Linked DNA regions of Rattus norvegicus: region 2 is linked to region 1. A link is a contact called in public Hi-C data. All regions are on one chromosome and are shown on one strand. The core of a region is the stretch at or near the end of the contact, and the rest is flanking DNA. Distances in the headings are between cores, read along the strand shown.

What was found. A called contact is a pair of places that touch in the nucleus more often than the background predicts.
Region 2: a Hi-C map of liver shows a contact between it and region 1, with 1.9 times the contacts expected there. The contact joins the enhancer-like site here to the promoter of Cfap20 in region 1. A contact is called at or near these places in 3 of 12 Hi-C or Micro-C datasets (hepatocytes, kidney and liver).

What each region holds. Positions count from the first base shown.
Region 1 is chr19:9,612,330-9,619,711 of GRCr8, forward strand. It overlaps Cfap20 (cilia and flagella associated protein 20), which reads left to right and starts at 2,649. Exons shown (of 6, transcript NM_001399181.1): 1 at 2,649-2,958. The coding sequence starts at 2,875.
Region 2 is chr19:9,662,433-9,669,814 of GRCr8, forward strand. It overlaps Mmp15 (matrix metallopeptidase 15), which reads right to left. Exons shown (of 10, transcript NM_001106168.2): 10 at 7,074-7,382. Among named protein-coding and RNA genes, the nearest start is that of Mmp15, 25 kb to the right of the region's middle. Within about 2 kb of position 2,634, at least 13 of the 93 cell types and tissues checked have an H3K27ac peak or open chromatin away from gene starts, as enhancers often do. A contact at or near this core is called in hepatocytes and liver, where this site is marked.

The DNA.
Region 1 (7,382 bases), core at 1,399-3,898:
CTACATAGGAAAGCAAAGCTGTCAACGCCACTCAGCAGCAGATGCTTCTGAGGTGAATGCTAGGCCTCACAAACCAATAAAGGATGAAGAGCCTCAGTGGAGACGTGGGTAAAAAACACAAACGAGCAATTAAAAAATAAAGTCTCTGTGTGTGTGAGAGGAGGGATGTGTGTGTGTAGGAAGCTCAGAGAACAAATTGAGGCAGTCACTCATCTATCCTGTGGGTCAGATCCTCAGGCTTCGTGACAGGTGTCTTTACCAACGAATCCCTCTTGCCCACCCCAAATAAAAGCAATTACACACCTGCGAAGAGGGGCGGGAGAGACGGCTCCGCGGTTAAGAGCACTGGGGGAGGGTGCACAGACATCCATGCAGGGAGAGACATCCCCATACACATATAATAAAAACATAGAAGTGACTTTAAATTAATTTTAAATGCCTATGAAAAGATGAGCCAGCCTAATAGTAGTCAGAAAGTGAAAAAAATAAGCCAAAACAACATGTACATAGTTCAGACCTGCAAATTTTAGAAAGCAGACTAATGGTTGTCACTATACGCATTGTCTGTGGGAACGTCAATGGCTACATGATTTGCAAGAGCCATTCGGTCCAACTGGACCGTGTTTATTCCTATCTAGTAACTCTGGAGCAGACACACAAGCCAAAGAAGTTCTCATCCGGGTTTTTAAGGGGAAGATGTATAAAGATGGCCATTCCTGGGGGAGGGGAGAGATAAATGCAGATGCCTGGCTGGGAGGACAGTGATGGATTCCACACGCACTGGTCCAGAGGATGGATCTTAGCAACCACAGCCTCTGAGGCTGTCTGCACACATTAATATGTGATGGGATGAGGGCAGATTAAGGAGGACTGGGCAGGTAGCCATGGGGACAATATACAGAGGCATACAATTATTTCTGAATGGTGATATTATGAGTGACTGTAATGTTACTTTTTATAGCTTCCTCAATAATCTGTATTACATTAATCAGAAAAAAAAAGCCATGAGACAGGGTTCAGAACCTCCTGAGGAGTTCAGTTATTACCTTAATTATTTATTAGTCATTCCGTTTTCTATTTCCAGACTTAGTACTGGTGAATTATTTCTAGAAATAACTTACTTTTTCTAAGATATCAAGTGGTTAATTATATGCAACATTTAAATCACCATAGAAACTCATACGCCATCATTTCTTTCTTATGTTGAATCGTTTTCCTCCTGAGGATATTCTGAACAACTTAAAAACAAGTTATAAATTATTCACTTGGCTTAGAGTACATAAAGAATCTCCAGATATCATGCAAAAATAAATTCCATATAACAAGTTTCATTTTTATACAGTAATAGATTCACATATTTTTCACGATATCTAGAAATTCTGGCTGGAGTACTCAAAGTTCTGGTGTGAGGGTTGAGTGAGTTAATGCAAGGTAAGGCGCTGCCTATACCTGTCACACAGTAAACGTGTAAACTTTGCAACTATGATCGTTAAAATTGCTAAAGTGATTGCCTTTGCTTCAAACTCTTTAAAACGAATCAGCTGGGGTTGGGGAATTTAGCTCAGTGGTAGAGCACTTGCCTAGCAAGCGCAAGGCCCTGGGTCCCCAGCTCCGAAAAAAAAAAGAAAAAAACCAACCAACCAACCAACCAAACAAACAAACAAACAAACAAAAAACCCGAATCAGCTATTGGTTCAACTGGACCAGTCCAATTGTGTTTAATTTTTATTAATTTTCGCTTATATCTTTTTTTTTAAAGATTTATTTATTTATTATATATAAGTACACTGTAGCTGTCTTCAGATACACCAGAAGAGGGCATCGGATCTCTTTACAGATGGTTGTGAGCCACCATGTGGTTGCTGGGAATTGAACTCATAACCTCTGGAAGAGCAGTCGGGTGCTCTTAACCGCTGAGCCATCTCTCCAGCCCAATTTTCGCTTATATCTTAATGTTCAGGCTTTCTTGTTTTCGGATCAATGCATTTAAAGAGATGTTTTCCCCAGGGTATTGCTTTCACATCGTCTCACTCACCGTGACTTGATAACTAAAGATGATGATGTAAATAGGGCACTCAATACTGATTCATTAGCTTACACATTCTTCTGTCTCCTGTTCTCCTGGGCCAACCCACATTTGTTTTTTGAGACAGGGTGTCTCCGAGTCCTGGCTGTCCTGGAGTTAGTTATGTACTCCAGGCTGGCCTCAAATACAGAGAACTTTCTGCCTCTGCTGGGATTAAATCCGGTGCTAGGATTAAAGTCTGGCATCAACACACCGAGGGTAATGCTTATCTGTACTTGGCACAAAGCCACCTTCCTTACTCTTCCCGCCCTTCAGGGGAGGTGTCTGGCGTGACTCCACCCCTCCACACGCCTCCCGGTTCCCATGACACCACGCAGGCACTGTAAACACGTGCGGTAACTTCTTACGTCTCCTTCCGCTGTTCTGAAGCAAGTCTCGGCTGCAGTGGGGAGGGGCGGGGAATAGTCCCTTGGCAACCGAGTTCCGCTCCGGAGGGGGCAGGAAGGGGCGGGCCTAAGGGCGGAAGGAACCGGAAACCGCTCTTTCTGCGGTAGGACTGGGTGATGCGCCTCCGGGAGGCGGGCCCAGGCGTGCGGAGGGATCCGTGGCTGGCCGCGGCGGCGCTCCGCCTCCTCTCAGGCAGGCTTGGCGGCGCGGGCGGCAGTTGCTGTGGTTTCGGTGCTGAGGTGGCTGTGTGTTCACCGAGGCTTGCGGATCCGCCGCTTCCCGCCGTCAGTGGCTGCAGCTCAGTGTCCTTCCTTCGGACCGGCGGCACCCTCTCTCTTTCGCCGTTCGGTTCCGATTTCCAGTCCCGGGCCTAGGGCGGCTGCGGGGCCGCGGCTGGCGAGATGTTCAAGAACACGTTCCAGAGCGGCTTCCTCTCCATCCTCTACAGCATCGGCAGCAAGCCCCTGCAGATCTGGGACAAAAAGGTGAGCGATGGGGCGGGGTGTGGGCGGGGCACTCGCCGCCCACGAAATGGTGTGGCTACTGAGCCTCGGCTTCCTGGTCAGTAGAATGGGTGCAGGGTCCACAGCCTAGCTTGAAACGCATAGTCCTTTGATGAAAGACATGCATGTGTTCGCTGATACCAGGCATTGTGCTGCCCTCTAGACAGAGGGCCTCTTTCCCGGGCATCCTGAGCACCGGCCAAGCCAGAGGTGTTCCGGTCTCATTCATTAGCCCCCTCCATTTCATTGACCGCCGATAGCCTGACCTTTGGAACTTGGCTGCGAGCTTTCTTTAACTTAGAGTCCGTACTGTTCCTCCTGTACCGGCTTTCTCCGAAAACTGCACAAAGGTGATTGTTAGAGGCTTCTCAAGAGCCGCAAGTGCAGACCCAGTGTCAAGCCTCCGTATTTTTATCTAGCCGTCCTCTGGAATGGATGGTATCTTCGTTTGCCACATGAGATGGTGGCCTTCCCTGCTCACTTTTGGAGATGTTAAGAGCTAGCAGAAATGCCTTGGCGTTTCTTTTCTCGTGAAGATTCGTTTTTTTTTTTTTTTAAATACAAAGTGGGCACTCTAATGCGGAAGCCAGGTGATTTAGGGAGTAGCTTTAGTTCTGCCCTCGGCGGGGGAAGATGGAGAGAGGTGGTGTTCATAGAGATGTATATAGAATGGGTGGAATAAGTCAAGATTATTGTTAGTGGAACGAGAACAATGCAGTGTCTTTCCTAATTCACAGAGGAGGGCTTTGAGGCGCATAGTGGTTGACAGAGTACCTGACTTGCCTTCAGCTTGTCACTGCTAGAGAGTCGTGTGTTCTGAGGACAGTTTTGAGAGAAGCCTGTTGGAAGTATCGTGTCATTTGGCCAAGTCAGTTGAGAGCTCAACAAGATCTGGCCTTTGGTACGTGAGCAGTCTGACCAACTCTTTCAGATCCATAGCCAGAGTTATGTCAAGAGTATGGCGTAGGAAGCAGACCCTTAACTTCCCCCATTCTCCTGAGTGTTTATTCATTTTGAAATGAAGCATCAGGAGTTCTTAAATCAGACCTCTGCACCGAGAACCCAGAGCAAGTCCACCTGGCAGTGTTTGGAGGAGGATGCTCACCAGCTTGGTATCTGGACAGTTACGATGGGAGAGAAGTGTCGAAGCTTCTCTCAGAGGCATTCATTTCCCCCCTGGTTTTGATCTGAGATGTGGTTTATTTTTTTTTTTCAAGCCCGACTTTTTGACTGGTCACCATGTTTACACATGGCAGAGAAAGCAGAGTAACCATGGTGCGCTCGCTGTGTCCCTTAACAACGCCTCTAAAGGGCCAATGGTACCCTGATGACATAAACACGTAAGAAACATTGTTGGAGCAGAGTTACATGGAGCAAATTAAACAGACATTTTGGAAAGAAATTAGTTATGTTTCCAACTCTTGTTTGGATTTGACAGACTTAGCATTTAAGGGAGAGGTTTTCTCCAGTTGAAGCAAGAGGAGGCAAGGATGGAGGGGAAGTTCGGCCTCCAGGTTAGCTTTGCTGTGTTCAGGCCTTTCCTGAGTTAAGTTATGAAGTTCCCAGTAACTGGGAACAGTCCAGTCAAGGAGACCCTGGGAACTGGTCATGTTTATCGATCATGTTTATCAGGGATTTACTGAGCAACACCTGAGTGACAGGCATTGTCTACGGATACAGAATTGAGGGGGAACTGCCCTTTTCCTGAGAAGTAAGGTCTGGTTGTAGGGTAGAGGATGATAGGGCTGTCTGTTACCTACACGTGGCTTGGCCCTTTGCCAGTAGACACTACACACTGACTGAGGACTATTTTGGGTTCCATTTTGATATCACAAATATTTACTATTCTGACTTTTGCATTTGTGCACAGAGAGAATGCCTACTTGGCTTCCATAAAACAACAATCTTGAAGGATTGGGTATAGCATCTGCTTAGGCTTCTGAAATTAAGACGGTGCAGTCATCGTCCCTTGGCTTTTCCTCTCCCAAACCTCTAATGGCTGGCATCTGTCTAACTAGTTGTCCAGGCTCACTCACTGGCCCCTCCTTAGAAACAGACTCCTGCATGTGAAGGCCATGAAGCTCTCTGCAGTGTAAAACCTCCCGCACTGGTTGGTGCTGGCTTTCACCCCAAGTCCACCCACATCTTCCTTGGTCTCCGGCTCAGTGCAGAGGAAGCAGTACCTCTGGTGCTGCCTTGGCCCTGCAGGCTCAGTTTGTCAGCTCCCAGCCTCTGCATCCTCCTTGTCACGCTGGGACTTACTTAAGATCTGAGACAAATCTTTATTGGTTTTCAGACCAAGAGCTCAGAAAGAATCAACAGGCTCTTATAAATTTATTTTTTTAAGATTTTATTTTATTGTATATGAGTACACTGTAACTGCCTTCAGATGCACCAGAAGAGGGCATCAGATCTCATTACAGATGGTTGTAAGCCACCATGTGGTTGCTGGGATTTGAACTCAGGACCTCAGGAAGAGCAGTCGGTGCTCTTAACCACTGAGCCATCTCTCCAGCCCCCTCAACAGGCTCTTTAATGTTGCTTGACTTCTGGAACCACCAGATCCGACTGTCGTTATTAAGAATGTTAGGGCTGGGTGGGTACAGCTTTAATCCCAGCACTGAGGAGGCAAGGGCAGAGGAGTCTCTGAGTTTGAGTCTAGCCTGGTGAATACAGCGAGTCCTAGGGTGACTAACCAGGGTGACCTAGTGAGTTATTGTCTCAAAACAAAAATAAAAAACAGAGTGTTCCTCATCCTGCACTGTACTGCATGAGCTTCAGTCCTCTTTGCTGCTGCGCTGGAAGTCCATGGGACTGGCTTGTGTTGCTACTAGAAGCCCATCAGACTGATTTGTGAGTTCTGCTCTCTCTTCTCTCCTCCCAGCTGCTGATGTTTCTCCATGGAATGTGACTTTATCAGAGTCTGTTGTTGATCTTGTTAAGTGGTCATGATGCCTGGGTCCCTGTTTCTCATTTTAGGAAAGAATAAAGTCCCTCTCCAAAGTTTAAAAAAAAGTCACTACATTTTTGTTTAGTGTGTGTGTGTGTGTGTGTGTGTGTGTGTGTGTGTGTGTGTGTGTGTGTGTACATGTTCTTGCCTATGCCCACAGAAGTCAAAGAACCAGTTATAGGAGTTAGGAGTCAGTTCTTTCCTTTCACCATGTGGGTTCAAGAATTGAACTCAGGACATCAGACTTGGCTGCAATAAGGTTTATCTTACTTACTTTGCTGGCCCTAGACTCTGACTTTTAATTTAATAAATCTTGTTGATATGTGCTAAATCTATCTGGCCTCCATGAATGGAACTGAGTGTCTTTGGATAGAAAGAGTAAAATGATTTTCACTTTCCAAGGCTGTCTTTATTTTTATGAATAATATCTTTTACTGTAACAGGATGGAAACAGTGGGTTCCGTTTACTTGTGCCCTTTCAAGAAACACTATGAACAAGGTGCTGCTGGTGCTCACCTTTAATCCCAGTAGGCAGGTGGATCTCCGAGAGTTTGAAGCCATCCTGGTCTACAGAGTGAGTTCCAGGACAACCAGGGGTACAGAGAAACCCGGTCTGGAAAGAAAGAGGGAGAGAGAAAGTGAGGGAGTACAAGAGAGGAAGAAAGGAAGGAAGAGAAAGAAAGACACACTGTGGTACCCAGATTAGCTAAAGGGATCATTTGCATGTGTCTGGAGCTGCCTGTCGTGTGTTAGTACTTGTAAAAGTACTGCAGGTGGAGAGCAGCCCAAGGTCCCTGCGGCTGAGCTCTGACCACAGTTTCCCACAGAGGGCTCCCTCTCCCTGTTTTCTGACTTGGAGCCAGGTCCCTGGCCCTGGGCACATACTTCCTGCTGCAGGAGACAGCTTTAGGGGCTTAATGTAAGTCGGGACATGTGTCAGTAAGAGGACATGCCAGATGGCTGAGGTTTCAGCTGCAGAGTGAGTGAGTGCAGCCAGAAAATGAAAGTGGGGGAGGCGGGCAGAGGGAATGGTGCAGCTAATGTGTTATTTTTGAATCACTCTGTAGAACTGTGGAGATTGGCCAGCTTCCTCCCTATCCCTGTAGTATTATTTTTCCCTCATCTTGACCCTCTTCCCTAGGGCTTACACAGAGAAGGGGGAAGATCAGTGTTCTTTATTAGTTGCCCAGCAACCATGAAGAGCCTGGGAGAATGACTGAGATGAGCTGAAGGTTTGCTCCCCTGGTGTCTGGAATCCGAGGATCACTCTCGTCTCTAATTGCCAGTGCCTTGGGTTCAAAAGCTGCCATATACTTTGTGTGTAGGATGATGGGCCAAGGTGCACAGGGATGAATAAGAATACAATATAATAACGTTTACATATGTCATTATGAAGTCCATTCATTTTCTTCCTTTTTTGGGTTCTCATGAGTAGTGTGTGTGTGTGCATGCATAT
Region 2 (7,382 bases), core at 1,384-3,883, 50 kb after region 1:
TCTAAATCTGAATGTAATAACATTACAACATTACCTCCTCCCCCACCCCCAAGGAGCTCTGCTGGGTGACTGCCACCAGCACCCAAATTAGAAATTGCTGAGGTCATTTCAGGCTATTGTGCCTTCTTCAAATAGTACTTCCTTGTTTAAAATAAAGAACCAGGAAATGTCAGGTAAGAGCAGTGCTTGTATGAGAACTTGGGCTGACAGGGAATTTCTTCTCCAAGGAATTGGTTTGGCTAGGAAAAAGAATAAAAGCTTACCTAATATTCCAGCACAGGAAAAAAAGAAAGATTATTAGAAATGCGCAAACGCTAATTTAAACATATCCGTCCGATGGATGACTGAAGAATCATTTTATAAACAAGGCAAGGGGCGGGAGAGATGGCTCAGTAGTAAAGATCACTTGCCACTCTTGTACAGACCCAGGTTTGGTTTCCAGCACACGATGGTTTATAAACATCCGTAACTCTGGTTTCAGAGGTCTGATTGCCCTCATCTGACCTCTCTGCACAAAGGGCACATGCATGCACGCACACAGATAAAAACACTTATCACATAAATCTAAAGATGAAATAACGTTTTTGAAAAAAACTAAGACAAGGCAGATTTATGCAGGAGGATACAGACTGAAGAGGAAAAAAAGAAGAGAAGAGAAAAGAAAGAAAGAAACAAACATAAACCCCAAACCCAGACAGGGATAGATAGGGCAGACCAGGATGTCACGTCTCTTTCTTTCAATACACATGATCTGTTTGGATGGAGCCCAGCAGAGGAGAGAAGGACAGAGAGGGAGAGGATGGTGGAACTCCTCTGCAAGCTCTCTAGATCACTCAAAATGTTTACAAATCCACTCCCGATTACTGTTAAAGAACTAACTAAAAATGGAAAATCTTGAAATATAGAAGTGGAACAGAAAGTGTTCTTCCCATGAAATCTGTGCTGTCCTTTCCTCTGAGCCTTCCCTGCCCCCTCCAAAGCCAGACATGCTCAGGAGGCCTAGGCAGGAAGATCCCAAGTCTGAAGCCAGCCTGGGCTATGCAGGAAGACCTTCTCTCAAAAAGAACCCCAAAGCAGGCCAAACGAGAAAACCACTTCTTTCTGCCTCCCTATTATTTGGGTGACCCAAGGTGAGGAGGTGGTTATGGGGTGGGAGTTGTCTCTTTTGGGGACACGGTAAGGGCCCATATAAGGCAAACTTTTCCACAGAGCACAGCAAGCCCTGTAGGCCCATAACATTTCCAGAAACCCTTGGAACTCTTGGAAACCTGTTCTGCTCCCCTCACCCCCAAATCCCCATTCCCTACCTCCACCCCAGTCTAACAGGCGCTGGTCCTGGTGGCTTCTCTTTCTTTATTATAGACTTATTTACTTTATATATATTAATACACCATCACTGTCTTCAGACACACCAGAAGAGGGCATCAGATCCCATTGCAGATGGTTGTGAGCCATCATGTGGTTGATGGGAATTGAACTCAGGACCTCTGGAAGAACAGTCAGTGTCATGAACCACTGAGCCATCTCTCTTGCCCCTGCTTTCACTCCCCCTGCTCCTCTGCTTTCTCTTTAAAAATAACATTATTTATTGTGTGAGGGATGGGGAGTTGGGGATGGAGGCCAGAGGATAACCTGCAGATGTCATTCTCGCCTTCCTCCAAGTGAATTCCAAAAATAAAACTCAGATCTTTGGGCTTGTTGGCCTTTACCTGATGAGCCACCTTACCAGCCCCTAAAATACATTTTCTTAGTCAGTAGAAGAACCAGAATACAATCCAAACTGGGTTATACTTCTTTTCACACCAACATAGCCATAAAATTAAATTGTGTGTGTGTGTGTGTATGTGTGTGTGTGTGTGTGTATGTGTGTGTGTGTGTGTGTGTGTGTGTGTGTGTGTGTGTGTGATGGTTTGAATAGGAATGACCCCCATAGACTCAAATATTTGAATGACTGGTCATTAGGGAGTGGCACTACTTGAGAGGGATTAGGAGGTGTGGCCTTGATGGAGGAAGTGTGTCACTGGGAGTGGGCTTTGGGATTTCAAATGCTCAAGCCAGGCCCAGTGTGTTTCTCTTCAAGTTGCCTCCAGATCCAGATGTAGAACTCTCAATTACTTCTCCAGTTCCGTGTCAGCCTTCATGCTACCGGGCTTCCCAGCACGATGTCAATGGACTGAACCTCTGAACTGCAAGCCAGCCCCAATGAAGTGTTTCCTTTTTAAGTGTTCCCACGGTTAGGGTGTCCCTTCACAGCGATTAGAACACTGACCAAGACAATGTGTGTGTTACACGTTCGTAATTTCTAAATCTTGTTCGTTATTTTTAATGGAAAGGCTTGGGAATACAGGTGTCTAGAGCATGTCCTTGTGCTTGAAAAAGACAGAAAGCACATATTTCCGACCAGGGGGCCACACCATTACTGTTGTTACTGGACTCTTCCTGTTCTGTAGCAGGGACAGCAATGGACAATAGTCATAGAGGGGTGCAGTCAAGCTGCAGCCAGGCACTGTGGAAGCAGCTAGGAGCTGGCTCAGGTTGGAGTCTTAGTCTGCAGTTCCTGCAGTTTGTACTCAGCAGCTGCCTATGTTTGCTGAGTGTTGACACAGGTCAACAGTGGAGCCCGATTCTCATCCAGTAGGGACACAGGCGTTTACCGAGTCGAGGTCAGTTTTCATATCTCTTCAGTCCTTGTTTGCTGTGTGACATTGGGCAAATTGCTGTCCTTTGCTGGACTTCTGCTGCCTGTCAGTAAATGGGGGGGACACTCCCTTTGCCAGACTGCCTGGAACAAATGTTACAAAGGTCATGGAGGAACCTGCAACAGGAACAGAAGGTTTCCACGGGCAGCTAGGGGGAAGGAACTGATACTTCTTAGAGGTCTGGTGGCCTGGGGAATGTCAACTTGGCACAGGAAAAAGGAGGTGGAGCCGGTCAATAACATGACCCGAAACACAAACAGTCCCCAGAGAGGGGCCGAAACTCTCAGGTTGGTGAAAACATGCTTGTCAAGTTTCTGTGCTGCCTCTGAGAAAGACCTCGGAAGGTGGCCCAGGCTGGTCTCAGCTGGCGGTGCTGTCAGGAGTTGGCAGTCACTTGACCGCTACAGTAGCACTGAATGCCCCAGACTGCTGACAGACCAGGTCATTTCCTCAGAGCCAGAGGTGGCATATCAGGGGCAGAGCGTAGGGAGGAGCCCCACGCTTCTGTCTCACCGGGGACCACCTAAGACCCACAAACACTCTCCAGGGTGCCTTGAAGGGGCAATCTGAAGGTGTGTGTGAAAACAGACACAGTGTTGGGCACCTGGGAAGCTCAGGTTCTTTGCAACTGTGTCAGGACTTAGATTCACTGCAGACAGCTTGAACCAAAGACAATTTTCAAGACCTAGAAAAGTGTAGTCAGGTTCCTCGGGCTCTAAGGGGATGTCAGGAGTTAGGCCAGAAGAACTGGGCACCTCCGTGGGAATGGGGGATGGGGAGCCTAGATGGTGAGAGCTATTGACAGAGAGAAGGCCCTGGCTTAGGAGCTGTGCCCGCTCCCCTGCGCATAGAAGTACTCTTCCACTAGAGAGCTAGACTTCCAGTGCACTGGCCTGGGTTCTTCCCAGTACGTGGAAGCCCTTCATGGGGAGCAGAAGACCGTTGCAAGATCAGTAAAGGGTCTGGGGAGATAGCTCAGGGGCAGAGCTTAGACAAAATGCTAACAGTAAAGGTGACTGCTATCCAAACACACAGACCTGAGTTCAAACCCACAGCACCCACAAAAACCCAGGGGTGGTTGCGTGTGCCCGTGGTTTCAGTGTGTGTAGAGGGAGCAGGACAGTGCAGAGACAGACACCTGGACTTCACTGGCCAGCCGGCTAACTAGGTGAAACATATTCCAGTTCAGCGACGGACTAAGGACTAAGGTGAGGAAGAAGGGAAGACACTTAAAACCCTCCTATGGGCTCCACGTGTATGCACACTCGTGCACATGCATATACATGTACATATACACACACCCAAAATAAAGAAACTTAAAAGACCAGTAAGGGGTCAGGAATTGGAGATCTGCAATCCCAGCACTCGGGTAAGGGGTGGGGCTAAGAAGAAGACTGCAAGTTTGAGACAATCCTGGGTTACATGGGCAAGACTACCTCACACACAATATAAAGCAAACCCCGAGGGGAGGAGTCATGGCCCAGACAACTTTCTCTCTAGGCCTCAGTATCCCCATCTATCGGAGCGGGTCAAGTAGTTATGGACACAGGTTTTAGGACTGTGCTCAATTGCTCGTGGATGGTATGGGGTTCAGCTGCCCCTCTCAGTCTGGGGACTAGGAATAATTCCTCAGAGGACCCGGCCCCTTGCTGTGGTATGCTGGGTGTGGATGACACCGGATGTCCAGGAGGAGCCTGGGTGTTGGCTTAGAAATGGGGAGAGTAGAGGCTATTTCTGGAAGCCTGAATCTGGGAGACACGTGGGTATGGGAGGTGTTGGGCACTCGGGGAAGAAACTTGAGCCAAGGCTTGAGCTCAGCACTTGGGAAGCTGTACCAGTGCTGGGGTGGGGCAGGAGAGGGGCCTGACAGCTGAGAGGGAGCCAGGAGGAGCAGAATGCCCCTCCTCCAAGGCACCTGTCGTCAGGCTCCTCTGAACTTTGGGCCCACCCCATAAACACCCCTGGAGAGGCAGCAGAGAAGCCATACTGTCCAGCACCCACCCCTCAACCCCATGCCAGCATTCCCAGCAGGGAGAATTCAGCACAAGCCACTGAGAGCCTCCCACGTCTCTCTCAGCGACAACTTTCAAGTCTTGTAACTGAATTAGACGCGGCTGTTAGCCCTGTTCCTCAGATTAGGGTTTTGGGTTTGGAAAGGTAGAGTGACCTGCTCAAGGACACGGTTTATAAGTTACGGAGCATGCTCAGTCTCTGCGTGCCCGTTTTACGGAGCATGCTCAGACTCTGCGTGCCCGTAACCGCGGGCAGGCTGCACAATGAGTAAGACACAGCTAGGTTAGCCAGAGGTGGGAGGAGACCCAGCCACCTTAAGAGTGGCGGGCGGGAATCTAGGAAACACAAGAGACATCCAGGTCTTGAAGCTAGAATTCCAAATCCGTGAAATGGACAGAGAAGCGTCTTCTCAGGGAGGGAAGAGCGTGGGGAAAACCCCAGACTTGGAAAGTGTGAGTGGCCTACCTGGGGTCACTGGGATGAGGGCTGGGCTAAGGCTGCTGTGGCGTGACAGTGTCCCGATGCTGGTAACTGCTCTCCACCACACTCTGTGGTTTCCCAGGTTGTTTGGTGGGGACATAAAGCCAGGGTTTCAGAGGCAGAACTGAAGGATGCATGGGCAGAAAGTCCTACTCCTCTCAGACTTACACAGAGGGTCGTGCAGAGGGATGGACGGCACTGGGTGGACAGGAGGCCCGCCATTCCCTCTGCACTGGAGAATGGCTTCTGTGTGTACCACAACAAAAAGGCCTTTCTGCCAAGTGGAGGAGAGGAGGCAGCCAGACTGGCTCAGTCCAACCCCAGCCTGAAAGGAGGCTTCTGTCCTAGGCCCTGGAATCTTGGAAGCAGAGAATGAAGGAGGCTGGGGTTGGGTGGGTGTCCGGTCCTCGTCTCATTCCTCATCAGTACCAGGTGGGAAAGGCAGGGCAGGAGTTTTCTGGCTTGGTCTGCCTAGGTCTGATCCCAGCATGACTTCCTAGCTGTGTGGCCTTAGCCAAGTCACTTGCCCTCGGGGACCTACTTTCCTTCTGAATAAAATGTGAGAGGAAGCATGCTGGTTCGCCAGGGTCATAATCGCGCTCAGACACGGCCAATGCCAGGCTCCCACCACCCTTTCTGTGTCAGGTCATGCTGCTCTTCTTCGACTTCAGGTTGGGGTGAACCCCGGGCGCCTGGGTCTGCATGCCGCTCTAAGTGTCACAGACAAGCAAAGATTGGAGACACCCTGAGGGGGATTATAGTGACTCCGTACCTTCTTGAACGTCTTATTTAGAAAAAAAAAATACTTGAGAACTAGTAAAAGGGATGTTGAGGGAATGGGGGTTGGTGGGGGGCCCCTGATTTCTTGGGTTGTAGCAGAGTACAGGTTACTCATCAAGCAGCTTCTTGAGGAGTCAAGGCCTCTGTCAGGTGTTTCCTGTGACCTTTGCTCTAAGGAGTAAAGAAGGGCTATGAGAGCAGGCTTTGCTCATCTCCGAACCCCATATCTCCTTCCACCCGCCTAGTCCTCTCCATGTATCTGATCACCCCAACAGCACAGGCTGAGGCAGGGCAGGCTGGGGATTATATATAGGAAAGCCAAGATGGGTCCTCCCTGGTCCCTACCACCTGCTGCTCTGTGAGTTGAGGAGCTCAGAGCTACTCTGGGCTTTGAGGGCCAACCCTTTTAATTCTCCTCAGCCCACTCCTATACAAAGAGAGGAAGGGGTGGGGTGGAGAGTCCGGATAGAGAGCCCTGTTGAAGGACCTTGCTGATGACTTAGCAAGGGTAAGTGATGGAAGGGAGCCTCCGATTTGGCTCAGGACTTGACACGGGAACTTCAGATGGACCCCAGTTCAGCAGCCACACCCAGCCCTACAGCATCCCAGTTCCTGTAGTCTTGGGGCCTGTGGTGGGGGTGCCCCTGCAGACAAGGCAGCAGGTTCTAGTGCATTTTATTCTCCCGACATGGAGGGAAGATTCTGGAGGCAAAGTGGCCCTGTTACTTGACTCTCTTCAGACCCATCCCTCAGTTCTCGTTCAAGCCACCTCTCAGGCTGCCCAAAATCCAGTCCAGGTGGGTGGGACGATTGGGCGGCCTCATCTGGCTCTTCTTATCGCTGCCGATGTGGAGTGGTTTGAGAAGGTAGGCTGTCCCTCTCATCACCACCAATGCCAAATAAACCTGGTTCTGGGCCTCAGCCCAGTCAGTCCTCCCCCATCCCCAACCCCCACTCCCCGTTCTCCCCACACTCTTCCCTGGCTCCCTGGACTCCATCCCAAAGGTCCTCCCAAACTGGGAGTAGGATATTCCTCAGCAGCCCAGCCTGGCCCCAACCCTGCCAGGCAGGTCTTCCGTGCCGCATGCTACAGCCCAGGCATACAAACTCGGCCACACTCGCCGGCTGTACATTTAATCAGTGCACATTATTTACAGAACTAAACGATGCGGGGAGGGGGTGGATGGCCCCACCCCTCGCTGGCTCTCAGGTTCTGTAGAGGTGATACCTAAAGGGTGCTGCTGGCACACCCCTCCCATCTGTCACCTCTAGTGCCAGGCTCTAAGAATCCACCACTTGCAGAGAGGCGGTGACCCAGAGGACCCTGGGTGGCCGCCCTCAAGGTTTAGGAGGCAGAAGAGCCAGAGCCAGCTGTTACAGTACCATTTCCCACAGAAGCCTCCTGCTGAC